Linked DNA regions of Mus musculus: regions 1, 2, 3, 4, 6 and 7 are each linked to region 5. Evidence: chromatin contacts called from public HiChIP or PLAC-seq, Micro-C and promoter capture Hi-C data. All regions are on one chromosome and are shown on one strand. The core of a region is the stretch at or near the end of the contact, and the rest is flanking DNA. Distances in the headings are between cores, read along the strand shown. Region 1 holds the start of Ppp1r27 (protein phosphatase 1, regulatory subunit 27). Region 2 holds the start of Mrpl12 (mitochondrial ribosomal protein L12). Region 3 holds the start of Socs3 (suppressor of cytokine signaling 3). Region 4 holds the start of Bahcc1 (BAH domain and coiled-coil containing 1). Region 5 holds the start of Cbx8 (chromobox 8). Region 6 holds the start of 2810410L24Rik (RIKEN cDNA 2810410L24 gene). Region 7 holds the start of Snhg20 (small nucleolar RNA host gene 20).

The links. Promoter capture Hi-C pulls out the DNA fragments that hold promoters and counts their contacts. A called contact is a pair of places that touch in the nucleus more often than the background predicts. HiChIP or PLAC-seq counts read pairs in DNA pulled down with a chosen protein or histone mark.
Region 1: an HNF4G HiChIP or PLAC-seq map of pancreatic cancer cells shows a contact between it and region 5. The contact joins the promoter of Ppp1r27 here to the promoter of Cbx8 in region 5. A contact is called at or near these places in 1 of 39 promoter capture datasets (the C10 cell line) and 1 of 115 datasets of contacts at active chromatin or transcription factors (pancreatic cancer cells).
Region 2: a contact with region 5 is called in an HNF4G HiChIP or PLAC-seq map of pancreatic cancer cells. The contact joins the promoter of Mrpl12 here to the promoter of Cbx8 in region 5. A contact is called at or near these places in 1 of 39 promoter capture datasets (pre-B cells) and 1 of 115 datasets of contacts at active chromatin or transcription factors (pancreatic cancer cells).
Region 3: an HNF4G HiChIP or PLAC-seq map of pancreatic cancer cells shows a contact between it and region 5. The contact joins the promoter of Socs3 here to the promoter of Cbx8 in region 5. A contact is called at or near these places in 3 of 484 Hi-C or Micro-C datasets (B cells and embryonic stem cells) and 1 of 115 datasets of contacts at active chromatin or transcription factors (pancreatic cancer cells).
Region 4: a contact with region 5 is called in a Micro-C map of embryonic stem cells, with 5 times the contacts expected there. The contact joins the promoter of Bahcc1 here to the promoter of Cbx8 in region 5. A contact is called at or near these places in 10 of 39 promoter capture datasets (cranial neural crest, embryonic stem cells, hippocampal neurons and 4 more), 13 of 484 Hi-C or Micro-C datasets (B cells and embryonic stem cells) and 8 of 115 datasets of contacts at active chromatin or transcription factors (differentiating embryonic stem cells, embryonic stem cells, pancreatic cancer cells and 1 more).
Region 6: a contact with region 5 is called in an H3K27ac HiChIP or PLAC-seq map of embryonic stem cells, with 12 times the contacts expected there. The contact joins the promoter of 2810410L24Rik here to the promoter of Cbx8 in region 5. A contact is called at or near these places in 1 of 39 promoter capture datasets (embryonic stem cells), 6 of 484 Hi-C or Micro-C datasets (all in embryonic stem cells), 9 of 115 datasets of contacts at active chromatin or transcription factors (embryonic brain, embryonic stem cells, extraembryonic endoderm stem cells and 1 more) and 1 of 9 other capture datasets (embryonic stem cells).
Region 7: a contact with region 5 is called in a promoter capture Hi-C map of liver, with 2.4 times the contacts expected there. The contact joins the promoter of Snhg20 here to the promoter of Cbx8 in region 5. A contact is called at or near these places in 2 of 39 promoter capture datasets (liver and stem cell-derived epiblast-like cells) and 1 of 115 datasets of contacts at active chromatin or transcription factors (pancreatic cancer cells).

What each region holds. Positions count from the first base shown.
Region 1 is chr11:120,549,615-120,552,942 of GRCm38.p6, reverse strand. It overlaps Ppp1r27 (protein phosphatase 1, regulatory subunit 27), which reads left to right and starts at 1,811. Exons shown (of 3, transcript NM_026814.3): 1 at 1,811-2,079; 2 at 2,181-2,331; 3 at 2,614-2,968. The coding sequence starts at 1,890. The coding sequence ends at 2,737. It overlaps Mcrip1 (MAPK regulated corepressor interacting protein 1), which reads left to right and starts at 3,216. Exons shown (of 5, transcript NM_001033231.4): 1 at 3,216-3,286.
Region 2 is chr11:120,482,997-120,486,790 of GRCm38.p6, reverse strand. It overlaps Mrpl12 (mitochondrial ribosomal protein L12), which reads right to left and starts at 2,154. Exons shown (of 5, transcript NM_027204.3): 1 at 2,023-2,154; 2 at 1,362-1,548; 3 at 1,049-1,135. The coding sequence starts at 2,099. Hgs (HGF-regulated tyrosine kinase substrate) reads right to left here. Exons shown (of 22, transcript NM_008244.3): 21 at 3,690-3,776; 22 at 2,807-3,402. The coding sequence ends at 3,292.
Region 3 is chr11:117,967,620-117,971,301 of GRCm38.p6, reverse strand. Socs3 (suppressor of cytokine signaling 3) reads left to right here and starts at 1,936. Exons shown (of 2, transcript NM_007707.3): 1 at 1,936-2,427; 2 at 2,984-3,682. The coding sequence starts at 3,072.
Region 4 is chr11:120,231,244-120,234,705 of GRCm38.p6, reverse strand. Bahcc1 (BAH domain and coiled-coil containing 1) reads right to left here and starts at 1,759. Exons shown (of 28, transcript NM_001347621.2): 1 at 1,599-1,759. It overlaps 2900052L18Rik (RIKEN cDNA 2900052L18 gene), which reads left to right and starts at 3,089. Exons shown (of 2, transcript NR_151480.1): 1 at 3,089-3,211; 2 at 3,408-3,462.
Region 5 is chr11:119,038,832-119,042,512 of GRCm38.p6, reverse strand. It overlaps Cbx8 (chromobox 8), which reads left to right and starts at 1,600. Exons shown (of 5, transcript NM_013926.1): 1 at 1,600-1,731; 2 at 2,122-2,165; 3 at 2,354-2,419; 4 at 2,515-2,581; 5 at 2,994-3,681. The coding sequence starts at 1,663.
Region 6 is chr11:120,188,593-120,192,342 of GRCm38.p6, reverse strand. 2810410L24Rik (RIKEN cDNA 2810410L24 gene) reads left to right here and starts at 2,487. Exons shown (of 3, transcript NR_030682.1): 1 at 2,487-2,903; 2 at 3,667-3,750. It also overlaps Gm9734.
Region 7 is chr11:117,075,321-117,078,748 of GRCm38.p6, reverse strand. It overlaps Snhg20 (small nucleolar RNA host gene 20), which reads right to left and starts at 1,966. Exons shown (of 2, transcript NR_027059.1): 1 at 1,547-1,966. Mir6516 (microRNA 6516) reads right to left here and starts at 1,401; the gene lies at 1,292-1,401.

The DNA of each region.
Region 1 (3,328 bases), core at 562-3,061, 1.5 Mb before region 5:
TGGAAAGCAGCCAGGTGATGTAAGGCCCACTGCTAACCACACTGCTGTCCCAGCTCGCCAGCCTGCCAAGTCTCTGTCCAGGCACAGGCCTCTCACGATCACCTAGCAATCTCATCAGTATAGTGAGTGGGTTGTCTCCAGTCTCACAAATTTATGTCCTAGCTCTCAATACTTTTTTTGCAGTTGTTTTGAGATAGGTTGTGTGTGTGTGTGTGTGTGTGTGTGTGTGTGTGTGTGTGTGTGTGTGTAACAGCCCTGCCTGTCCTGGAACTCTGTTAGATCAGGCTGGTCTCAAACTGAGATCTGCCTGCCTCTGCTTTCTGAGTGCTGGGATTAAATAAAGGTGTGCAACACTGTGCCTGGCTGCTCTTGATACTTTTCAATGTGACTGTTTGGGTAATAGGATAAGGTCATATTGTAGTGCACTGTGCCCTAAATCTTTGTAAGAACATTTATGCCTTTGTAAGGAGCTATCTGAGCCAGATGTGACAGCACAGGCCTGTAATTCTAGCACAATTTTGAGGAGCCTGAGGGAGAATTCTGAGTTCAGGACTGGCCAACCTGGAAAACAACTACCTTCCCTGGGGGTGGGGGGAAATAAAAAAAGTAATGGGGTAACTGACTGTGGTAGTGCACCCTCGTAAACTCGCAGGTGGTAACTGAGGGCAGGATGCTCAGGAGTTTGCCTGAGTTACAAAGAAAAGTGTATGTGTGGGGGCATAGGATTTGGACACAGGCGTAGACAGCAGCGTTAGATATGAATGGAGGGATTGTGTGATACTTTTAGAAGCCAAAGAACACCAAGGACTGAGGCTGGTAAACTCTGGTAAGCTTGGTGCAAAGGCTCCCTCAGAACCTCAGAAGGAGCCCTTCCTGGTATGAGGCTGCCAGCCACTGCAACCATGAGGGTTTAAGTTCTGGCTTAACCCAATCTGCAGAGTCCACCATTAGCATTCAGGGATGCAGGGGAAGCTGTTGAGTTGGGAGCTATCTGTAGCTCCACAGCCAAGCTTCTGGGCTCCTCTGGCCCAACTCTGTTCTTGCATTCTGTCTACCTGGTAGTCTCATACCCCCAAGCCAAGCATCGCCTGACACCACAGTTGAACCTGTTGTAAAAGCAAGACAGCTGGCAAAGAAGCTGCAGGAAGCTTTGTATGGGGTCCTTCCCTTTCTTCACCCATAATGGAAACCATCCCCTGACTCTTAGGATCAGACTGGATATCTTCAACATGAGTCCATAGGCTGTCCAGAAAACAGAGGCAGTATGTGTGTGTGCTGGGTGAGTCCCATAGGACTAGTAGTGTTGATCTGTCTGTAGAGTTGAGATGTCAGTATGATGCACCCTAAAGGCAGTTTTGGGAATCTACTCTTGGAGAGGTGAGAGTGACACATTGGGAAATGGACAGGGCTGTGACCTCCTAAATGACAATGGATTGGTGCTCTTCAGATGGGGAGGGAGCTCAGCTCCCAGTAGGTAGACAGGTGATCCATCATCCTTTAAGCTTAGACCCTCTTGATGCCCTTGAGCTCACATCCACAGCTTTCTTCATGGACTCTCTCCTAGTCCTTCTGTCCTCTATAAGGCACCTTCTAGGTCCAGCTGCGGAGAGGGAGTAGTAGCCAGGAAGGATCTGACCCCTTTGGCCGGACATAGTGACAGGTGTGCTGAAAGATGAGCCACTAAACATGATCCTGTGCTCAGGGAGCGCGGAGCAGCTCAGTTTCAGCCCCTCGCGTCTGCAAGCATGACTGCGTGGCTTTATATAGCCTCGCAAGCCCTTTATAAGCTGGAATCGAGGTTCTGTCGAGCAGGAGAGCTTACACAGATCTGGTCTGGTAGGGACACTTTCTCACTCATACCCACAGAGATAGCCCACCTCAATCCCAGGATGCCCAGCCGAACGGTCCGCTATGCTCGCTACAGCCCCCGACAGCGGAGGCGGCGGATGTTGGCCGATCGGAGCGTGCGCTTCCCTAACGATGTTCTCTTCTTGGACCACATTCGACAAGGCGACCTGGAGCAGGTGGGACGCTTTATCCGGGCTCGGAAAGTCTCCCTAGACACTATCCATCCCTCAGGTGAGTAGATAACTGAGAGTCTGGCCTTCTGTCCATAAGGAGGCAGGGGAGATCCTCTTCTGAGGGTTACAGCTTTGACCCTGTGTTCCCACCCTGCCCAGGACTGGCTGCTCTGCATGAAGCTGTGCTCTCTGGAAACCTAGAGTGTGTGAAGTTGCTAGTCAAATACGGGGCTGACATTCACCAGCGGGATGAGACAGGCTGGACACCACTGCACATCGCTTGCAGTGATGGGTACCCTGACATAGCCAGGTGAGACTATGGAATGTGGTTCAGAGGTTTCATCCTAATCTCTCCAGGTGGACCCCCCCAAAATATGGCTCTGAGGATGTAGGCATCAACTCAGGGATTCTGGCAGTTTCTACCCGATTGCAACATTAGAGCAAGCCGGAAAATCTGGCCACAGCTTCCAAGGGGTCAGGTTTCTTCCTCCTCACTCTGCCTGGAAAAAACAAACAGGTGACCCCAATATTCTAGCCTTTTGGCCCCGGAGTGGGCTGAGTAGGCTTTAACCACCTGCCCTTCACACCTCAGGTATCTCATCTCTTTGGGGGCAGACAGAGATGCAGCCAATGATGATGGCGATCTGCCCTCCGACCTTATTGACCCGGACTTCAAAGACTTGGTGGAACTCTTCAAAGGAACCAGCATGGACTGAGCCAGGAGAGCCCTTTGGGGCTTGCGCCTCCTTGGAGAAGTGGCAAGCACCTTGCCCCAAGGACTAGAGTGCCCACTGGATGTGCAGTGAGGCAGCCAGGCTGGTTAGGACTTGTGGGGAACGACCCTCTTGCCCCTATACCCATTTCTCTGGCCTGGCTTTTTCTCCAGGTTTGTTTGTTTTTTAATGGTGATACTTTTTACTTTTTCAATAAACATAATTCCCAAGCTGTGATGATGACTTGATTAGCGCAGTCCAGTACAAAACCATCGCCAGGTACGCGGGGGCTCGCTGGCAGCGCAGGGCCGGGGAAATGCGTGTCCGGGGCCGGTGCGCCGATGTTCTTGTTCAGAGATGCCCGGCAACCCCTCCCTTCCCCCGACACCCACCCGTGTTTCCGGGACGACCTCGCGCGCCTCCGACCTCGCCGCACTCCGTTCGCCAGCGATCACGTGGCCCGCGCCGTTTGCGCCTGCGCGCCGCGTCACTTCCGGCCGGCCCACTGGAAGCGGCGGCGGCGGCGGCAGCGGCGGCGGCGAGGAGGGCGAGGTGAGGAAGGCGCGGCGCGGAGGCACGGCGGGGCGGGGCGCT
Region 2 (3,794 bases), core at 905-3,404, 1.4 Mb before region 5:
CCTGGAAGGCTGAGAATTCAGAGATCTGCCTGCATTTACTTCCCAAGTGCTGAGATTAAAAGTGTATGCTACCTTGCCTGGCCCTCCCTTCAGATTTCTTCCCCCTGGTTTTTCAAGTCAGGGTTTCTTGGTACAGCCTTGGCTGTCCTGGAACTCACTCTATAGACCAGGCTGACCCCGAACTCAGAAATCTGTCTGTCTCTGCCTCCCAAATGTTAGGATGTGTGCCACCACTGCCTGGCTTCTCCCACTCAAAATTTAAATATCCCTTGGAGGGCTGGAGAGATGGCTCAGCGGTTAAAAGCACCGACTGCTCTTCCGAAGGTCGTGAGTTCAAATCCCAGCAACCACATGGTGGCTTACAACCATCCTTAATGAGATCTGACTCCCTCTTCTGGAAATGTCTGAAGACAGCTACAGTGTACTTACATATAATAAATAAATAAATCTTTAAAAAAAAAAATCACTTGGAAACCCTCTGTCAGCCAGAACTCTTTGAGAAACACCTTGCTTTCTCTTCCTCAACACCTTCAAGTTTGATTCAACATTGTCATGTTGTAGAGGCCTTCCTCGAAATTCCAAGTCTCTTCCCTACCTGTCCAAATTGGTGCAGTGCACTTGAGGCAGGCACTCTCCCACAACATCTCTGTGCCCTCCCTACTTTTAATAATACTCAAGACTGCTGCACTGTTTGGCGTACCGTTTCCTCTCTTCAGATCATTTTTCCCACCAGTGTAGCTCAGAGGGCAGAAGGAAAGCTAGCTTACAGAATCGAGGTCCTGATCCCCAGAACCCATGCGGAAGGGGAGAACCCCCAAAAGCTGACCTTTGACCACCCCCTGCTCATGCACACCCACACACATGCACGCACTAGTAAAGATCTCGAATGCCTTCGGCAGAAAATTTCCCAAAGCTATTGCAGGGAGCCCACAGCAGAACACAGGGATTACAGCTACAGACTCAAGGAGGAACAGGGAAATACCTAAGTTATTGAGTCGGGCAGTTAACTGGGCACACAGAACTGGGTCTTCCTGTGGCCTAGGCTCACCTCAGAGGCCGGTGCTGCAGCAGAGACGGGACCAGGCACCATGCCACCCATTGGCATAAGGCCGACATCCTGGATCTTCAATGTTTTCTGTAGGATGAAGGAGAGGTCTCAGTGGCTGCTTATCAAACCCTAAATGGAGGTACAAATGGAGGTACAAGCCTATTTGGCCCTACCACCTAGGAAAGTACATTTGATAATTTACCAAACTCCCAAAACACCCCAGAAGAGACAGGGACCTCTGACCTTTGTTTGGTAAAAATACAACTAGAAGGCAGGGACTTTAGTCCTGGCCTGTGCCGATCTCTCCTAATACCTTCAGGAGTTCGTTGAGGTCTGAGATCTCCAGGAGCGTAAGGCTGGCAATGTCTTGGACCAGCTGCTGGATCTTGGGGGGGTATTCTTTGGGAGCATTATCCAGAGGTGCGCCGGCGAGTGCTTCACTCCTTCGGTGGCTGCTGCTTCTCAACTGCCGCGCTGCACAGACGCTGGGCATCTGTTGCCTACCCCAGGCAAACAGCCGTTAGATCAGAAAAAACGGGAGACTCAAGGGTACAAGATCCATGTGCTCAGTCTGCCACCGCTGAGGCCAGGCTCCACAAGCTGGGGTTAAGGGACCCGAAAAAGCTTTCCTACATTTCCCATAGAGCCTCAGGAGCCCACGACTATGTCTGCAATACTGCCCAGAACGGCAGGCTTCTGGTTGAATGGAATACATCAGCCTGGCGGGTGCACAGTGCTGCACCAAGCCTTCCAAAGCACGGGGCTCGGGCTATGCTGCCGACCACGGCGATGGGTCTCAGCGGCGGGAAGCTGGGGACGAAAGGTACCTGCACCCAAGGTCGCCCAGGCCGAGCCGCCCTCTCCACGCCCCGCAGGCTGGGCCGCGGAAGGTGGCGATGCGCCCGTCACCCCTTCCCTCTGAACCTACTTCCTGCCCGCCGCCCCGGCAATGGCGCTCTAGACCACCGCTTTACCTGGCAAGGCGAAGCGCTGCCCCCCGGAGTCCAAGCCGTGGCCCCCACAGGCAGCGGCTAGCCGCCACCGGCAGCATAGCTCCGCAAGCGGGAAGGTCACACGCGGCTCTAAGCGGAAGCGACGCTCTATCCGGGAGGAGGCGAGCTGTCCGGGCCGCTCTAGCCCGGGTTGGCTCCTGGTATTACGCACTAGGCGGTGCGACGCGCAGGCGCGGAGACAATACTGGGTTGGCGCTTTCTCCATCAGTCGTGTTCCGCACGCCTTTGTCTCGCCAGGGGAATAAGTAGGCGCCCCCACCCCTTTACCTACGGAACTCATAGCCCCTTGAATTCAACTCAGTGGTCCAAGAGGTTAGCAACCTCAGGAGCCCAGTACTCTAAACCTAGGAGAAGGAAGGGCCTGGAGTCCTCCCAAGAGCTCACTAGGCGGAACCGCCTCCTTTGAGTGCACACTAAGGCGGGCGCTTAGCGGGGAGGGAAAGAGCAAAACTTGAGACCTCACAGAAGTCAGGTTGAACCGTATATTTCAGGGTGAGCTATTGAGAGCTAAAACCTTAAGCAGTGGGTAATCCTGAGGGCAGTTGGGCTGCAAAAGCCCGCGTTTGCACCCTTCCTCACCCGCCTGGTGATGTATCCTGCACCAGATGAGTCTGCAGAATCCCCACCAGGAAGGAGACTGTTGGCAAGTCCACGGTTTCTCAGCCAGTACCCAGCACACTCCACAACAGATGCAGACTATTAAATTGTTGGTCCAACCCAGCCTGCTGCCCGAACAATCAATCATGAGAGTTTTGAAATACATTTTATTTTCACTGCTCTGCACTGAGAGATGACATCCAAGGAGAAGGGGAGACAGAGATACCTAAAGCTTCTACCCTTGCTGTGCAGGAGCCACATGGTTCTTCTGGGTACCAGGGCCAGGCCTGGACACCACACAGTTAGTTCACATCAGACTCCGGGCCAGGCTAAGCATCCCCACAGCATTCACCTGTGGCACCCAACACAGCCGGGCACTCTCCAGAGAAGGTTCTACTTGCCCTGCAGAGCCCCAGTCCCGGGGAGGTCAGACGGCATCAGGACTGAAGCAGGGAACCAGTGATAGGAGCCAGACCACCGAGGACAGGGAAGAGGGCCAAGGGGGAAGGCCCACCCCTTGCTCACAGAAGGGACACTACAGGGCAGTAATAGGGGAGGAATGGCTAGTTAGACATATAAGTGGTTTCTGGTGAACTGTAGTGTTACTCTGCATGGTGAGCGCCAGACTCAAGGTCAGTCAAAGGAGATGAGCTGGGCCTCACTGCCCTGTGCTGGCGGTCCCTGTGTAGGCGCTGGCTGGGCCACAGGGGGTTGCTGCTGGGGAGGGCCGGTGCTGGGGGCCATCTGGAGAGAAAGAGCAGATAGGCTCATCACCCCCCTTCACAAACAAAACCTTCGGCTTAGAACAAGCTTCACCTTAGCACATAGTAGATCAGGTTGTTACCAATATGGCAATGGCACGTGTGATCTCTTGTAAACTTGTCTCCTGTGCAATATGGACGCATGTGTACATACGTGCACTTAATGGCATGTCATGATTCTGTCTGCTGAGCAAAGCCCCTGATGCACCCAGTGCAAGGGATCAAAGGAAGCTCAGAAGTCCAAGGGCAGGCCGCTGGGAGACGGCTCACCTGCTGGTACAGGGGCTGCTGCCCTGGGATGTAGGGCTGCTGGGCTGGCAGAGACGCATCCTGCCCGGGAAGGGCGGTCATGAGATTCTGTGGGAAGTAAGATGG
Region 3 (3,682 bases), core at 687-3,186, 1.1 Mb after region 5:
ATCCAGCCCCTGACTTCCCTCTCTTACTTAAGAAGCTATCACAGTGTCTCACTGGGTCACAATCATGACTAGTCCTTGCTCATGGCCCACAGCCTCTTCCCCACTGTGGGTTTTGCCCCGCAGCTCTGCCGCCCCAGCGCTGCACCCGAGGCCTGACAGAGCCAGGCACGAAGTCAGGGTTTGTGGAATGGATGAATGAACTTGACTCGTGGCAGAGCATTGTAATTTACAAAGCACTTTCCCATCCATTAACTCCAGGGCTATTTCCTAAGAGTCCTCCCTGTCCTCCACTGCCCTCGGCTCAGAAGCATACGGTCAAGGCAGTGGCTGGGGAACACTCCCTGAATGAGATCAAGGAGGGCTTGTTCACAGAGAAAGGGAGAATCCATTTGGGGAGCCTGAGAGTGACTCGAAGGCAAGGACTGGGCCTCACCTGTGGGATCTCCATCTGTGAGCATCTGCTCATCAGACCAGTGTGAGATATTTTAAATAAGGCCCCTAAGCCTCTTGACTACTGGAATTGCCAGGGGCGGGGGACAGATGGGCACCCATCCCTATTTAACAGATAACAAGACTGAGTCCAGAGAGGCAGTGCACCTGCCCTGGTCTCTCTTAGTTCCTCAGCATCAGTGGAGCAGATTGGACACAGTGGGCCAGAAGGGAAGCAGGCAGCCCTCCCTCCTAGCCCAAGCTACTCTGTGTAGTCAGTTTGCCCTCCTACTGGTGTTACAAGAAGCCTGTGGTATCCAAGAGGGCAGGTCAGAAAGCCCACTGAGAGCAGACACTGTGTGTCACTTAGCTGGTTCTCAGGTGGCTGCCACTTCCTGCTGCCTGTTGCAAAACTCGACACTAGGCCTTTATAGATACTCACGTGACCAGGAGTAAACAACCTTTCACCTCAATCACCTGCTCTTATCAATACTCCCTCTCCACCCCACCATCGGGAAAGTTCAGACACCTTAAAACGTAGAGGCAAGAGAGGGTCCATTCTGACACCTCAGCGACTTTCAGGCAGTGGCTGAACCCGTTACAACGCTCTGTGGACAGTCCTCCTAGTCGACATTCCTTCTCAGGTTTGACCCTGTCCTGGGAAGTGAGGCTTCTCTCTCTGGGTTCCCCACTCCTGTTCTTGAATAAGGAGCCCCACAACCTCTTATTCTCTCTATACAGAGCCTGGGAAACAGCAAAACTCGGCTCGCCTACAAGACTCCAGCGCGCCCTCTGGTGGACTCGGGGGACGAGCATGGGATGAGGGTTTCTTTCCTCTAGCTCCCCCACCGCGCCGAGAGTACCTGGGCGGACCCACAGTTCGCCACGCAGGTTGGGAGGCCCAGATGAGTGATAAGGTAGTAGTTAGCTGCTCCTCCCACCCCACTCCCCAAAGGACATCAGCACCCACGTCTGTCACCGAAGAACCAGGCAATGGGCGGATGAGCTGAGGCCAGGTAGCTGCTTCTAAGTCAGTGTCTCCTCCACTTCTGGATCTCACAGCTTCATCTTTTGGACCTGTCTACAGGTAAATGTCGCGCATCCCCCTCCTCCACTTCCTAGGTCCCCAGTGGGCTGGTGGCTGAATGGTCCTACGTCCCTTTTGGTTGGCACGGGATGCTTGGAACTGTACATGAGGACCTCGGAGTGGCCTGGGTGCAGAGGGAGGGGAGCGTCCCCGCGGGGATCAAAAGAAAGGGAAGGGGTGCCAGGAGGGAGCCTCTCCCGGCTGGCCTCCTAGAACTGCCCGCGCGCTCCCATCGCGACGCCCCCGCCTCTGCCAGAAACCAGCCTTCTTAGAAGGGAGGGGGGGGAAAGTGTGAATGAGAAGTTGGGGGCGGAGCGCGCGGGGGAGGGGCCGCTGCCAGGAACGCTCGGCCAAGGCTGGCGCCGCGCCCGCCGGTCGGGCAGCCTCGCGCCGCGCTTTGTCTCCCTCTCGGTGAGTCTCGGCGGGTCCTGGAGGCCCCAGCTCCAAGCCCGCCCTCCGCGGCCCCTCCCTCGCCCTCCGCGCACAGCCTTTCAGTGCAGAGTAGTGACTAAACATTACAAGAAGACCGGCCGGGCAGTTCCAGGAATCGGGGGGCGGGGCGTACTGGCCGGGTAAATACCCGCGCGCGCGGCCTCCGAGGCGGCTCTAACTCTGACTCTACACTCGCCTGCTCTTACGACCGCTGTCTCTCCGGGCTCCCGGACGCCCCCTTCCCGGCCCAGCTCTCCGTCGAGGTCCCTCGCCCAGGTCCTTTGCCTGATTCGCCCAGGAGTGCGCCTCATCGGCCCGGGGAGCAGCGAAGCCAGAGGGGGCGCACGCACGGGGAGCCCCTTTGTAGACTTCACGGCTGCCAACATCTGGGCGCAGCGCGAGCCACTGCTGGCCGCCGCCTCGCCTCGGGGACCATAGGAGGCGCAGCCCCAAGGCCGGAGATTTCGCTTCGGGACTAGGTAGGAAGGAGGGGCGCGGTGTGGGGAAGGGTGGGGGCCTCGGTCCAGCTCGGGAGCTTTTCCCGGTTTCTCCTCCCCTTCCCGGGTCATTCCCGGTAGGGAGGGGACGAGGTAGGGGGCAGAGCGGATGAGAACCGAAGATCCCTGATTCCCGTCATACTCAGACTGGGGCCCTCGGGTTTCTCCTGTCCCCTCTCTCACATATCTCGGGTTTGGCACCCCCCTTTTTTCGCCCTCGCCACTGAGGACACCGGACTGAGAGGCGCCCTGAGCGTCCCTAGGGCTCTTGTGTCTCTCCCCATCCTGGCCGCGCTCCTGGAGACCCAACTTCCACGCGCGAGTTTTCTCTGGGCGTCCTCCTAGGGCGGGCAGGGGAAGAGACTGTCTGGGGTTGGCCGGCAGTGACCGAGGACAGTCGAGTTCCGCGAGGTGGCTGGGCCTGAGACACGGTCTAAAGCGGGGCAAAGGGGTGCCCCGGGCGCTAGGCGGAGGCTGGAGGGCCGGGCACGCTGGAGGGTTCCGGGCACTCACGCGCCTCACGCTTTGCTCTCTGCAGCTCCCCGGGATGCGGTAGCGGCCGCTGTGCGGAGGCCGCGAAGCAGCTGCAGCCACCGCCGCGCAGATCCACGCTGGCTCCGTGCGCCATGGTCACCCACAGCAAGTTTCCCGCCGCCGGGATGAGCCGCCCCCTGGACACCAGCCTGCGCCTCAAGACCTTCAGCTCCAAAAGCGAGTACCAGCTGGTGGTGAACGCCGTGCGCAAGCTGCAGGAGAGCGGATTCTACTGGAGCGCCGTGACCGGCGGCGAGGCGAACCTGCTGCTCAGCGCCGAGCCCGCGGGCACCTTTCTTATCCGCGACAGCTCGGACCAGCGCCACTTCTTCACGTTGAGCGTCAAGACCCAGTCGGGGACCAAGAACCTACGCATCCAGTGTGAGGGGGGCAGCTTTTCGCTGCAGAGTGACCCCCGAAGCACGCAGCCAGTTCCCCGCTTCGACTGTGTACTCAAGCTGGTGCACCACTACATGCCGCCTCCAGGGACCCCCTCCTTTTCTTTGCCACCCACGGAACCCTCGTCCGAAGTTCCGGAGCAGCCACCTGCCCAGGCACTCCCCGGGAGTACCCCCAAGAGAGCTTACTACATCTATTCTGGGGGCGAGAAGATTCCGCTGGTACTGAGCCGACCTCTCTCCTCCAACGTGGCCACCCTCCAGCATCTTTGTCGGAAGACTGTCAACGGCCACCTGGACTCCTA
Region 4 (3,462 bases), core at 510-3,009, 1.2 Mb before region 5:
TGGGCTCAAGCAGTGGCTTTACTCTCCACCCCCTGCGGGCCGATCGCCGGCTCGTTCGTGCCTTTCTCTCAAGCCTGCTAGACTTTCTACGCAAACAAGGGGTGGGTTGTGTCTCCGGTACCCGCCGTTGCGCTTCTGAACGGACTAGAGGGGACTTTTCTTTGTGTTCTGTCCTGCCCGAGAGCTGCCGCGCCGCCCCGGTCTGCTCGCGCCCAGGGCCTGGGAAAGCCGGCTCCATACGGAGCGAGTAAGGGCAGAAACTGAGGCCACAGACCGAGAGCCGCGGCCGGAAGCTGAGATGCAGCAGATCGCCGAGTCCCGAGGCTCCGAGGCCTCCCCAAGCCAAACCCCGGTACAAGACACCGCAATGGACCCCGGGCAGGATTGGACCAGAGGAAACAGTGGCAGCGGGCAGAGAGCCGCGCGCGGCCGGAGAGCCGACGACGAGAGCACAGCTAAAGAACCCGAACCCCAGAAATCCTCCCCCGGGTGGCTGGGCGTGACCCCCAGAATTGTGCACCCTCCTGAGGCTTGGGCAGCACTCGTACCCCCAGCTCCTCAAGGTTTGCTTTGTTTTCAAATTTCGCATCGAAACGCCGGGTCTGAGACGCCTTTGTCCTCCGGTGGAGGCCAAGCTCTGGAGTCCGTGGGCTCCCTCCTGCCGAGTTTCCCGCGCGGGTGGGCGCAATGGGGCCTGCAAGGCCAGGCCGCAGCCAGGAGCGCGCCGGGAGCGAATGGCTCCAGCGTCGCTTCACAACCCGCTCCCTGCGAAACCCGCCCCCCCCCCATCAGCCCAGCTAGGAACGGGGACTGGGTGGTGCAAGACCCCCGCTCTGGGAAATGGACCGGTCCCCGGACCACGCCACGCGGGTCTTGGCCTGAGCCCGCGTGCTGCCCAGAACGCGCAGCATGAAGACGCCCCACTGTTCAGCCCCCCTCCTCCATCCCAACTCCCCCAGAGAGGGAAAAAAAGGGAAATGTTCTGAAAAGAATTAAGTCTGTGGGGAGCGGAACCTGAAAACCTGCCAGTACCCCTCTAATCTCCTGTCCCTTCACTGAGGCCCGGAAAGCCGTGGCCACGGAGAGCCGACCGTTCCCTGCGCCACGGAACGACCGGGCGGAGCCCATTCAAGATTGCTGGGGGAGGGGAGTAAGATGGGGGAGCAAATAATTGGGGTTCGCTCCTGGTTCCTCCAGAACTGGGCTCTCACTGACTGTCCATTCGGGGCTACCCGCGAGGCTCTTGCTGAACGAAGCTTGGCGGTCTCTGTCCTGTCTCGATAATTTATTTTTAATGCAGGGTGTCGATCGAGACAACAAGCGCTCAGAGCAAAGCAAGGACGCATTACGGGGGGAATTTTAAACCGATCGATAAAATTTTTCAGAAGAAAAAATATCGTACTCATATATATAGTCCATCTTTTAAAAAAAAGCCTTTCAACATCATAACGGATTTTAAAAGGGAAGCTCTATTATTTAACATCACAATCCTGAATTTCTTTTGCTTAAAAATGTAAACCCCCAAAAACCAAAATAATATAATAAAATAATAAAAATAGCAAAAAAAATTAAAAATGAAAGCAATTTGAGTTACTTACTGGAGGCTGTTTCCTGGATACAATTGAATGCAATACAATTAAATCAGTAAATGTGACTTTGGTTTGTATTCCTATTGGTATTTTCAATGTGCTGACTGTTGCACTGTGAATGCACGGCTTCCACAACAACGACTCTAGCGAGCCCATCCAGAGCGGCTCTCAAACCTGCAGCCCGGCGCGGCGAGCCACGGGCCCTGCATACTAATAAGCTCGTGCCACTCAGCCCGGAGCAGCCCGAGCGCTGATTGGCTGCTCGGCCCTCCACGGCCCTGAGCTCGTGCCACTCATTCGGCGTAAACAGGCCTCCCAATAGGCTGGCGCCGGGCCAGGGAGCTGCCAATCAGGGAGCAGCAGGGCTACTACCAAGCCTGATGGCGCCTAATTCAAGCCCAGCGACTGCGCAGCTCCTTTGCGCAGATCATTGCTGCTGAATGGGAATGTGGTGGCGCAGGGCGGGAGAGGAGCTAGGGATAGTGAGAACGGGTGTCCGTGTCCAGGGGAGACTTGTGGTTTTGTTTTTCCATAATTTGTCAGGTGTAAGGTTTGGGGCATTTTTATTTGTTTTTATGCACAAAATAAAAAAGAAGAAATAGCCTCACGCTGTAAACCAGATGCTCTGTCCATACCAAGGGTCTGTTTGGCAGGTGGCAGAACCTGCTGCACGTAGGCCCAACTTCCAAGCGCAGATTCTGAGTTACCCTGATGTACCTCCACTCCCAGGCGCCCCCCACCCAAACTAGGAATACACTTCTGCCTGAGGCATGCCCACAGGCTCCATATATGCCCTTCTTCCCCCTGCCCGAGAGGCAGATGTACCTTTCTTCGCCAGCCATCTATCTGTCCGCTCTCAATTATTATCTCCCTCCGCCACACTTTGCAGCGTAGCAACAATCGAAATGAAAATCGAGGCTCTGTTGCCAAGATAAGGATTTACTTTTTCTATCAGCCCCTAGATTTTAAAAATATCTTCACTTGATAATTTTAGGGGTGGTTGTCATGGTGTGAAAACCATGCTTAGCATTTCTCAGGGCCTGTCCCTGCATATTCGCAAATTTCTCTCTACAATGGAAAACAGCCTCTAAACAATTCTCTTTATCATAATCAGAATCAAAGCGCTTTTAAAATATTCTGCAAGCAAATATTTCGGTTAGAATTTGGTTGCCTACCCAAATGTTATTTATTCTCAAGAAGTAGAGGTGATGTCTTAGTGGCGATGAATACATAATTTCTGCTTCTCTTTTTCTCTGTGTGTTGGGGGGGAGTATTTAAGTAGATGCCAATCGACACAGCTATATTCCTTTGGATTTTTCCAGTCTCTTTCCTGCGTGGACACAAAGGAGTTAAATCTGAGATCTGTGGTCTCCTCTCTTTCCCCGCCTCCCTTGCTTCTGCAAAACGGTCACGATTGGTTGGCACTTTGCCAGCGGGCTGTCCATCACTAAGTGTAAACAAGGCGCTGATTGGCTGTTATCCAGTCCGCACCGGGCCTCCTGAAAAAAGCAATTACTGGCTCCGCGGTTTCAAGGCTGCCCAAGGCCGCTTGATGAAAGGAGATAAACCGGGGACGGTTTCCAGGATCCCCGCGGGCCGACCCAGGCAGCTCGGGAGCCGAGGTGCGGCGGAGAGCTTGGGGATCAAAGGCATCTGAAGAGAAAGGGGAAGCGGGCGCACTGCCGGGCCGGCCTGGCCCCCTGCGGGCCACGCTGACCTGGGAGGATGGGGGCGGCGGGCGGGGACTCCGGGATTTCCCCCTCGCAAGCGACTGGGCTTCGGCCGCCGCCCGCTCTAGGTAAGCCGGGGTCTCCGCAGGCCGCCGGACGGGGAACACAAGCCTGACTGCGGGGTGGAGGCGCGAGGCCAGCCC
Region 5 (3,681 bases), core at 351-2,850:
AGCTCGCTGTTTTCCGGGCTTCGTCGTTTTTTCTTTTTCTCTCTCCCCTTTTCCCAGCCTCTTCTTGGCCAAGGGAAACTTTTTTCAGCCAAGTTGATATCGCGATTTAAATAAATTGTGTGTTCCGAGGTCGGGCTCTGTGATCTGGAGCTTGGGTAGTAAAAGGGCAATGTGGGGATAGCTGCTGTTGAACCCCCCCCCCCCCCGCGCCTCAACAGGGGTTACCACGAGGGGAGGAAAGAGAGCCTAGGAGCAAAAGGTCATTGAGTGTACTCAGGTGTGTAAAAGGGACTGAGGCATCTCTGCGCGACCCTCGTCCCCTACCTGGGACTTGCCATCTTCGCGTCGGGGGTGGGGGTGGGGGTGTCTCTTCCAGGCCGCACTAGATACCGCCACACCCCTCAAAGTCCATACTGATGTTTGTCGGGAATCCCCCGCTTACGCTTACGTCGTCTAGAAGAGCCCGAGACAGAAAGTGCACTAGCTCTGCACCCAGGTCTGGAGCAGAGCCGCGGCGCCTCCAGAGCTAGCCAGGCTCTAGGCTCTGCCTCGATGGTCATAGGCTCCTTAAACCCACCCAGGCCGGGACAGATGTGGTCAGGGTTGACTTCTCTCAGGACTGAGGAGTGGATTGGACGGAAACTGCAGGCTGGGTCAGGAATAGAGGCTGGGGCAGGGCAGCTGAGACTTGGGGACAATGAGGGTGGGAAGAGGAGGCTCGCGACCCCTCCTGCAGGGTCTCGCTTCAGGATGGATTCAGGCGGTAAACACTGGCTTGTGCCAGTCTGCTTTGGGCTTCTGAGCCCGGAGAAGCGCCCACGCCAGCTCGCAGGACCCGGAGGGTGGACGCGGGCAGCGCTATGCGACTGGAGACCAAGAGCAGGCTCATTGATTTGTTAGCTGGATGGGACTGGTGAAGAAGGGAGGAGGGGGCGTTGCCATGGAGACCCAGGGTGCGCGGCCGCAAGGGAGGGGTCAGGGAATTAGTAGGTTCGGCGCAAGCGACGTAGGTCCGGGGGTTCGGGCGCGGCTCGATGCGCCCCAGCACCTGTGCATTGTGCATCAACGGCGGCTGGCGACCAGGATGGCGCCAGCTAGGGCATGGGCAGGTGGGGAGGGCCTGGGTCTGCAGAGGGGCAGCGCCTGGCTGGCACCTACGCAGGGAGCCCTAATAGCTCGGCGGGGCAAGCCACGCACCCGGGGAAACGCTGGGCAATCAGGCAGGGGGGCCAGGGGCGGGAGCCTAGGGCAGCGGCCCCCCTGTCCAGCCGTGCAGACTGACAGCAGCCGGGCCCGCCCCGCTTGGCGTCACTTCCGCTGACGGCTCGCTCCCCCTCCCTCTGGGTCTCTGGAGTGGACAGAGACCCCGCCTCCTGGCTATTGGAACGCGGGTCACGTAGCAACGCAGGGGAGACGGGGAGAGGGGCGTGGCCGGGCGCTAGTCCAATCAGCGCCCGCAGAACGGGCCCAGGACGCTTGGCTTTAGCAACGTCGTTAGCAACACGTGGGGCGGGAGGAAGCGCTGGGAGGGGGTGGAGGGAGGGAGAGTGCGCGGGGGAGGGAGGAGAACTGACGTCAGCGGGAGAGTATTATGGGCTGTCGAGGGCTGGCTGCTGCTTTTCTGCTCCTGGAAGCGGCTGAGGGGGGAAGCGGCGAGTCAACATGGAGCTCTCGGCGGTGGGGGAGCGGGTGTTCGCGGCCGAAGCCCTCCTGAAGCGGCGCATTCGCAAAGTAGGTGAAGGGGAAGGCGGGCGGCGACGCGAACTCTCCCTCACCAGGGCCCAGGCTCCCTCCCCTTGCTGCAGCCCAGCCTCCCTTCCCCCAGGTCCCAGCAGCGGCCGCGGCCGTGGCGGCGGCGGCGGCGGCTCAGCCCCAGCGCTCTCCTTAGACTTGCAGCCCTGCACAGATTGCATGGATGGGGGGTGGGGTGGGGGATGAATGCCGGTGCATGCACTTTGTGCAGCGTTTCTGCAGGGGTGCTGCAGTGGACTGGTTCCTTTGGCGGTAGTGTTTGGAGCATTCATTTGGTGCATGCATTTTCGTGTGTATTTCTTGTGTCCTCGTCATGCATTTCTCCCCACGCACACACATACACAAGCATTTTCCCTTTTGCATCTGCAGGGACGCATGGAATATCTCGTGAAATGGAAGGGCTGGTCGCAGAAGTAAGTAGGTTATATGCAATCGCTACCCCACACTGATATCGAGGAGGGTTCTTTCTTCCTCTTTTCCCCTTCACATTGAAATACAACACAAGGCAGCCGGAAAAGTTGCACACACATACACGCCCTCCACTCTGTCCTCTCTCTCCTGCTCCAGGGACTGATGCTCCATTCTTCCTGGTTTCCTTTAGGTACAGCACGTGGGAGCCCGAAGAAAATATTCTGGATGCTCGCCTCCTTGCAGCCTTTGAGGAAAGGTACAGACCCTTAGCCTAGCCACTCACTAGAACCCATACACGCTGACTTCGGTGCAGCCAGGACACACCCCCTTCTCTCTCTTTTCTTTCTTTAGGGAACGGGAGATGGAGCTCTATGGCCCCAAAAAGCGAGGACCCAAGCCTAAAACCTTCCTTCTCAAGGTATGTTGCGATCTCCAGAGGTGGAGTGTGCCGTTCAGGGAGGATCTGCAGGGCTTGTAAATCAATGGGTGCCCTTGCCTTGTGTGTATTTGTAATCTGGACTTCTGTCAGAGGCCCCATCACGGAGTTCTAGAGGCAGGACTTAGCTGCACCAGAAGGCCTTCATTCCCACCCCCCCTCCAGCCATCCCAAGTAGACCTCTGTTACACAAGGAGTCTGTTGGTTGCAAATGGCTTCTTCCAGACAAACCCTCATTCCCCTCCCCCAGACTATTACTAAGAGCCCACCTCCCCACTCAATTAGAATTTCCCAGGCATCCAGGGAAAGTTGGGCAGTCAAGGCTAGAGGTCGTGGGGGGGTGGGGTGGGCGGGGGCGGGGCTTTTTTCTCCTCACAACAACTTCCTTCTGCAGGCCCAGGCCAAGGCAAAGGCCAAAACCTATGAATTCAGAAGTGACTCTACCAGAGGCATCCGGATCCCTTACCCAGGCCGCTCACCCCAGGATTTGGCGTCTACTTCCAGGGCCCGAGAGGGCCTGCGGAACACGGGGCTACCCCCACCAGGGAGCAGCACCAGTACCTGCAGGGCAGACCCACCTCGGGACCGGGACCGAGAGAGGGACAGGGGTACCAGCCGTGTAGACGACAAGCCCAGCTCACCGGGGGACAGCTCCAAGAAACGAGGACCGAAACCCAGGAAGGAGCCCCTGGACCCTTCACAGAGACCTTTGGGAGAGCCCAGTGCCGGCCTTGGAGAGTACCTGAAAGGCAGGAAGCTGGATGAGACCTCTTCTGGGACAGGAAAGTTCCCAGCTGGCCACAGTGTGATCCAGCTTGCTCGAAGGCAGGACTCAGACCTGGTGCAATATGGTGTGACCAGTCCTAGCTCAGCAGAGGCCTCGAGCAAGTTGGCTGTGGACACCTTTCCAGCCAGGGTAATAAAGCACAGGGCTGCTTTCCTGGAGGCCAAAGGCCAAGGTGCCCTGGACCCTGGTGGTGCCAGGGTTCGACATAGTTCAGGCACCCCAGCCTCAGTGGGAAGCCTGTATCGGGACATGGGGGCGCAAGGGGGAAGGCCCTCCCTCATCGCCAGGATCCCAG
Region 6 (3,750 bases), core at 1,238-3,737, 1.1 Mb before region 5:
TTCTGAGCTCGAGGCCAGCCTGGTTTACAGAGTGAGTTCTAGGTCAGCCAGGGGTACACAGAGAAACCCTGTCTCGGAAAACAAAACAAAACAAAAACAAAAAAGAAGTAGATATGAAATCAAGAACTAGGCTCAGATACTTAAGATAAATTTAAACTAAATTAACTAAGTTTAATTGCCTGAACACACATTCTCTGGGAATAGACAGCACAAGCCAAGCCCAAGATTTCTTGTGAAAAGAATGGCCAGGGTCCTTCAACTTCTGCAGAGGTCAGAAGAGGACACCAGATTCTCCTGGGACTGGAGTTACAGACAGTTGTGAATCACAATGTAGCTACTGAGTCTTTATGAGCACTGACTGCTCTGCCAGAGGTCCTGAGTTCAATTCCCAGCAATGGGGTCTGATGCCCTCTTCTGGTGTGTCTGAAGAGAGCAATGGTGTACTCCTATACAATGTAACTACTGAGACTCAAACCCAGGTCCTCTGCAAGTGCTAGACAAGTGCTCTTAATCACCGAGCCAATTCTGCAGCCAGGGCCAGTGGTTCTAACTTGTGCTGCTCTGTACTGTTCAGTGCTCCCATCAGTGTTCCCATCCAGTAGTCCAGTCTCTATGCACTGGGCCTCCTGTGCTGCTGAGAACCTCAGTGGAGGCTCTAAGGCCAAGAGAACTCCTTCACATATGACTCTCCAGGGCATCTGCTTAGTTTCAGTCCACTGAGCACAGCCCAGGAAGAGATTGTCTCCACAGACTCCCACCCATCACCCTGACAGAGATCCCAGAATTCCACAGTTTCCTCTGAGAGGCTCTCCTTGGAGCCCTCCTGCCGGCCAGCAGTTTCCCTCCCATGCTCCCTCTTGCAGGAGCAGTGCCCTGACTTGTCTCCCAGGCACTCTTCTTGTTCTCTAGTTGTAATGGATTTTAAAACTTTTCTATCATTTCTAGGGCTTGAGGGTGGGAAGAGAGGCTATTAGGAATTATCTTGACCACTATCTTGATTCAATCCCTCTTGGTCTAAAAAAAAAAAATCAGTTTGTGTCCACCCTGGGGTGCTTAATCCCTGGGAGCTGAACTTCAAGGTCGATTTGATCACCACGTCTGTGGTTTGCAACCATAGCCGGACAAGTCCTAGATCCTGAGTGCTGCAACTTGCCCTTCAGTTAGCTACAGGCCCTCTCAGGATCCCTGGACTTCTGAAAAGAGGAATTTCAAAACAGAGCCATAAAGGTGGCTGAGTACTGCCTTCAGCAACAGGGAATTAGATGTTAGCTTCTGTGACAACCTCCTGGGAGATGCTGGGATTGATAGCGCTCAGGTGGAGCCCTGCAAATCCAGGGTTGTAATGTACCTCATTTACCTCCGGGGCTCATTTTACCATCGGCGGCACCAGATTACAGCCCCTACATCAGGTGGTTGTTTTCCTTTTCTTCTTGGTTTGCGGATTTCACTTGGAGCCAAGATGCAGAAAGGGAGAAAAGGTTGGGAAACACCTCCAGGTCTGAGACCAGGACAAGGCGGTGAACTCAAGAGGAGACACCTGCCTGCTCCTGTAGGTATGGCTTGGCTCTTGTTTGTCTCCTGCACTTGCTGCCCTGGCGTGGCTTGGGGCACACTTGAGATGTATCTTTCCCTGTCTGTCTGGGGCAAGCCAGCAACAGCTCTCTGGCCGTGGTCCACTTTAGCCTGAATATTTTTCAGCACTCGATATTTCTCCGCTCAGAAAGCAAATGAGTCGCTGCCCACTAAGGTGGTCCTGGGGCAGTGGCCCCCAATCCTGTAGTCCTTCCTGAGAGGGCCTATGCACCTCTGCCCCTGAACTCAGAGACGCCTTGAAAGCTGAACATCACATTATTACCACTCGATCTCAGAGAACCTTCCTGACTTCTGGGGATGTTGCACACCCTGAATTTCAAAGTTCAAGGCACTGCGTGTCCCGGGTGCAAGGGGCCATTCTAAAATCAAATCCCCTGGGGCTTCCTCTCCCTAGAGTCCAGATATGATTCCCTTACACTTCCTTCCGGATTTGGGGGCATCTTTCCAGATAGTGGAAAGGAATCCAAAATTTGTAATTCCACGGCGGAGCCAGCTCGAAGCTGCAGACACTCTCGGCCTCAGAGCCCAGATCCTGAAAAGCTTACCAGTTTACCGTATCTTCTCGGGGAAATAGACCCTCCTCTTCGGCCACACCTCCTGGATCATCTATTGGCCAACCTGAGCACCGCCCACGCGATGCCATTGGTTTGCACCGGCTGCCCAGACAAAGGGAGCGGCCGCTGCGGGAGGCGATGGGGCGGGGCTAGGCGGAGGCGCTGGGGCAGGCGGGGACGCTGCCCTCATGGAGGCGGGGCGGGGGCCTCCACGTGGGTGGGGCTGGGCGCCCTCCCCACCCCCACGAGGGCCGCGGCCGTGGGGCGCTGGTAGCTCTCCCGCCCCTCCGCCCTGCACCCCTCCCGCCCTAGGGCTCTTTCCTGGACTGCGGCTGCAGCCTTCTCTTCCCGGAGGGCTCAGAGTTCGTCCCCTTTTCGCGATTGGGAACGTGGACACGCCGGAGCCTGGATGCAGAAGGGCGCGCGGGAACAGGGAGCTGGTGCGCGAGCCGCAGCCCAGCGTCCAGGCCGCCCCACTCTCTGCTGATCCAAAGGACTAGGGAAACCCTGCGCGCCGACGGTGGCCTGGACGTTGGCGCGGGCCCTGGCGCTAAAAAACGGATCCCATTTCCAGAAAGGCGGGCCGGGTATCCCGCTCCTGCCTCCTGGAGAATTAGCTCGGCGGAGGTCGACCAGCCGGGTAGGGAGGGAGGGATGGAGGGACAGGCCTAGGGTCGACCAGCCGGATAGGGAGTAGCTTCTGGGAGCTCCCTTGCCTACGGAGGGCCGGTGAGGCTGCCCTCAGAGCGCCGCCAGGTACGTGCTTTTTCCTTGTTTCCCGCGCGCCCAGAGCACACTCTGGGGAGGGAAGGAATAAAAACCCAGCTGGTGTGTAGGAGATTTTCGCACCAAACGTGTCTTTCTGAGGGGTCCTGGGACGGTAGCCGAACTCGGGGTAGCCTCCTGAGCTGTATTCTGGAATCCCTACTGGGCTCTCCACCACCCGTAAGACGGGCTTGGAGCCAGTTCCTGTGGAAATGCGCGTCACTTTCTTCAGAGGCCCACGAAATTCATCCAGGACTCCATGGGTACTACAGCAAGATGGCTCTGTTTCGAAGTGGTTCATACAGTTATCCCCCAACCCGGAAACCTAGAATTCTCGTTTTCTGAACCGGGATGTTTACTTTAGGGAAACCTGGTCTTGGCTTCTGCTGCGCGCCGGGTGTCTAGGAACGAATCCCTCCTGGATCCGGGAACCCCAGATTTGCGGGGTTAGGAGATACCCTCAGAGTTGTGGTTTTTTGTTGGTGGTGGTTTGTTAAGAGCCTGGTAGCTGAACTGGAGCGGGCCCCGTCCCCTCCCCCATACCCACTTCAAACAAAAGAGCTCCTCCGAGAATATTTTTTAAGGGGAAAGCGCTTCTGAATGTGGACCCTCAGTTCTCCCCGCCCCCCGTTCCGAGGAAGGACAAGGGTTTTATATGTGTGTTTAAAACAAAGGCGAAGCTAGACGCGAGTTGCCGGGAAAGGGCCGCTTTTATTTTAAAGTTCTTGAAGAATTCACTTTCTTTTCTCCCAAGTTAGCTGCAGCTGAGCCAGAAGCGTCCCCACTGGCTTACCCGATAGTGGGATTTTACACGGTGTCGGCTAAGGGTGGCTTTGTG
Region 7 (3,428 bases), core at 717-3,216, 2.0 Mb after region 5:
CGTCATTAAACCTGGAATCTCAACGTTTAGTTAAAACCACCAGAACGCAAACCACGCCCCAGGGTGGGGGTACAAGGTGCTCAGTCTTTTTAATTTCCTGTCCTTCCAAATGGATAAAAACTGCTGACACCCGGGGCTGGCCACCCACCCAGTGACTTCCAGAACCTTCTCTGCCCAGATTTAACTGCAGGCTTTCCTTGGAAACCTGCTGGTTGACAGATGCAGAAACGAGGCCTCTGCAGCTCAGCACAACTTGAAATCCATTCCTATTTGACCTCCCTCCCCTCCAGCCATGTCTGACTCCAGCATGCCTGTGTTCCTGACCCCATCTGTACCTCCCTCACAGGACCGCCATAGTCCCTGTGTGCTGTCTCTTTCCAATTGCCTTCCATGACTTGTTGATGTCTACCTGAACAGATGCAGAGTCCCGTGTAACAAGCAGGACCTTCTCAAGACACACTAAGCATATGTCTATCATTGAGCCACACTCCAGCCTGGCTCCCGTGCCCCTGAAGAGCATGTGACAAGCCTGAACTATGGCAGATTCCTCTTGTCATGGTTTTTCCGGAAGTATGCCACACCCAGGACCTTCAAAATGGTGACCACTGGCCCCATGTGGCTACTCAAAATGCAAACGCCCAGTCCTTCAACCACACTGAAGAGACAACCTAGTGGGGCCCACGGTCGCTCAGGTGAGTCCTGGGGAACGATTTCTGTTTGTTTGGGTTGTACTGGTGTCTTGTCCAGTGACGTCTGGAGTCACAACTGTATGCATCTTTGTTTAAGCTCCACGTGGGTGGGACAGACACCCAGGAGTAGAAGACTTCCTAGCATGCATATAGCCTTGAGCTTTATCCGTACATCCCATAAACCACGTGTGCTCGAGGATGCCGGTCATCCAGGCGGCTACCAGAGGCAGAGGAAGGAGGATTAGAAGTTCAAAGGCTGCCCTCAGCTACTTAATGAGTAAAGGCCAGCCTGGGCTAAGTGAGACCCTATCTCAGAGCGGGGTGGTGCAGTTGCTGGAGAGATGGCTCAGCATTGAAGCTGAACACTTGTTGCCCTCTTAAAGGACCTGGGTTCAGTTCCCAGCATCCACACCGGGGCTGACAATACTCTATAATGCCACTTCTGGGAAATCTGGTACCCTCTTGTGACCCCTTGGGGGCACCAGGCAAACATCCACACTCTAAAATAAAATAAAATAATGAATACGTCTTTTTTCTCTTTTTTATCTAAAGTGAGGGGCTTGAGTAATGGTCAAATATTTGCTTTTGGAGGACTGTGCTCAGTCCCCACAGCTTCAGCAGGGCTCCTGTTTGCAGTATCATACATGACCACCAAACTGCTGCTAGGATGTCCACACCTGTTACTGCAAATTCTAACCCCAGGGAAGAGGTTCCTCCTCCTCTGGGATTTTACTTTAGGTCAAGGTCGGGCTGTCTGGTACGGGGCTGCACCCACCTCGGGCGGGTACAGCCACACAGGAGCCTTTTCCCAGACCGTCGGCCTCAGGTCACCGTCCCACCCCCAAGGATTGACATACCTGGGCCAACCAAGCTCAAGTCACTGGAAACGCTCCTCGGGAGGAAGGAGCTTGTGCGTGCTTCCGTCTAGTCGTTGGGGGATGTGGTTCATTTCCTGGGTGGGGAAATAAAAAGACAATTTAATACAATTCTGTGTAAGCGGACGAACCCGTGCGGCGCCTGCAACACAGAAGCAGCCAGTGCCCCGCCGATGGCGGCCCGGGCCTAGGGCCTTCCTACAACTCCAGCCCATCCCGCGATCGCGTGCCGGCCCGGGGTCAGCCTCCTCCCATGGGAGTCCCGGGAGAGGTTTCTGAATCCCACGATCGCCTTCGGGAGGCTCCACGGCGCCCCCGAGCCACGCTGCGCAGGATGCATCCCCTCTGCACGGAGCACGCGAGTTCTCCTCCCCGGCGGAACCAGCTCTGCAAATGCACTTCCGGCCGGAACTGAAGATTTACCATCGAGACGGCCGCTAGAAGGTCGCTCTGGCCTTCGGGTCATCCAGGTCGGCCTTAAAGGGGCCGCGTTCTAGACGCGGTTAGAGCGGCCAGAGTTCCACGCGGCGGTGGGACCTCGTCTACAGGGGCGCAAGCGGGAGGGACTCCCTACTCTTGGGCGGCAGGAGCTAGCCTAGCCACTGACCCTTTATCAATCACGCAGCCCTGTGCAGACCAAAAAGTTGACTTTCCCGAGCCCAGTCAGCCCTGTTGTGGCAAAGGCAGTTGAAACCCAGCTGGTTCTGTTGCAAACCTGTGTGTGACCTTCCATCACAGTATAAACCCATAGGTGGTATCAACTGATACCCGTTGACGTCAGCACCCTCTTGATCCAAAGGCTTCCCAAAATCGCACCTCTGACCTGACCGCCGCAGGACTGTATCTAGAATCATGCCTTCAGCAGAGACCTCCCGAGGAACATGACACCGTGGTCCAGCAAAGGGTTAGTTAGATCTGTGATGTGGCATCTCTGGGCTAAGACCTCCAACCTCCAAAGTGGCATCCAAGTCCTGCATGCAGGTCCAGGTTTCAATCATCCCAAGGTATCCCAGGGGCCAATGGGAAATCCCACGAAAAAAAATTGATCAATAATGCCAGGGCCAAGTCGGTGCTATGTAGTAATTTCCTCCGAAACATCTCACCCGGAGGGAAGCTTGAGAAAGTGCGATCCGGATAGTCCTTAAGACTCTAAGACTCGGAAAATAAGTGACAAGTCTCAAAAAATTCCTAAAGCTTACCAGATTCACAAGGCCCCGCCCTCCTTAATGAGGAGAGACCCTCCGAACTTGTGGAATTAGCCCCAAATCATGCAGAGAGCTCCAGTTTCCAGCTCTCCTGAGCTGTCACTCATGCTGGGCTAGGCTCTTAGTAATGTGAGTGTCTTTGGGCTATCCGTGCTCCTGTGAGTAACCCCAGAAAACTGGCCACTTCATGGGGGCGGGAGGGGCATTTGGTGTCATTGTTACTTTGGTCTGTCATTTAGTAAACAAGGTGGTCTCATCTCCCTAGGGAAAGTGTCACACAGCCATTACCCCTACAGCTGTGGCTCCTTCTAACTGGAATCAAGATCATCTTCAGGTCAGCTAGAGGCGCGGGGAAAGGCAAGGAGAGGGTGCACTCTGTATTTTCAGTAAATGAAGAAAATGACACACGAACCTCATTGAGATGAATGAAGGGTTTTTGCATGTTTCACTGTAATGTGAATCCAACCACTGAATACAGACTCCCCCTTTGAAGGCTATTTTATTTATTTATTGAGATGAGTCTTGTGGATGTAAAAACACAACTGTGGGAAGCCACATGTGCCGTTGCAGAGTGACACTGACTACTGCTGGCCACCACCCATAAGTTTGGACAAACAACCAATGTGTACATATGCAGTAAAGTTTTTTGCAAAGACACT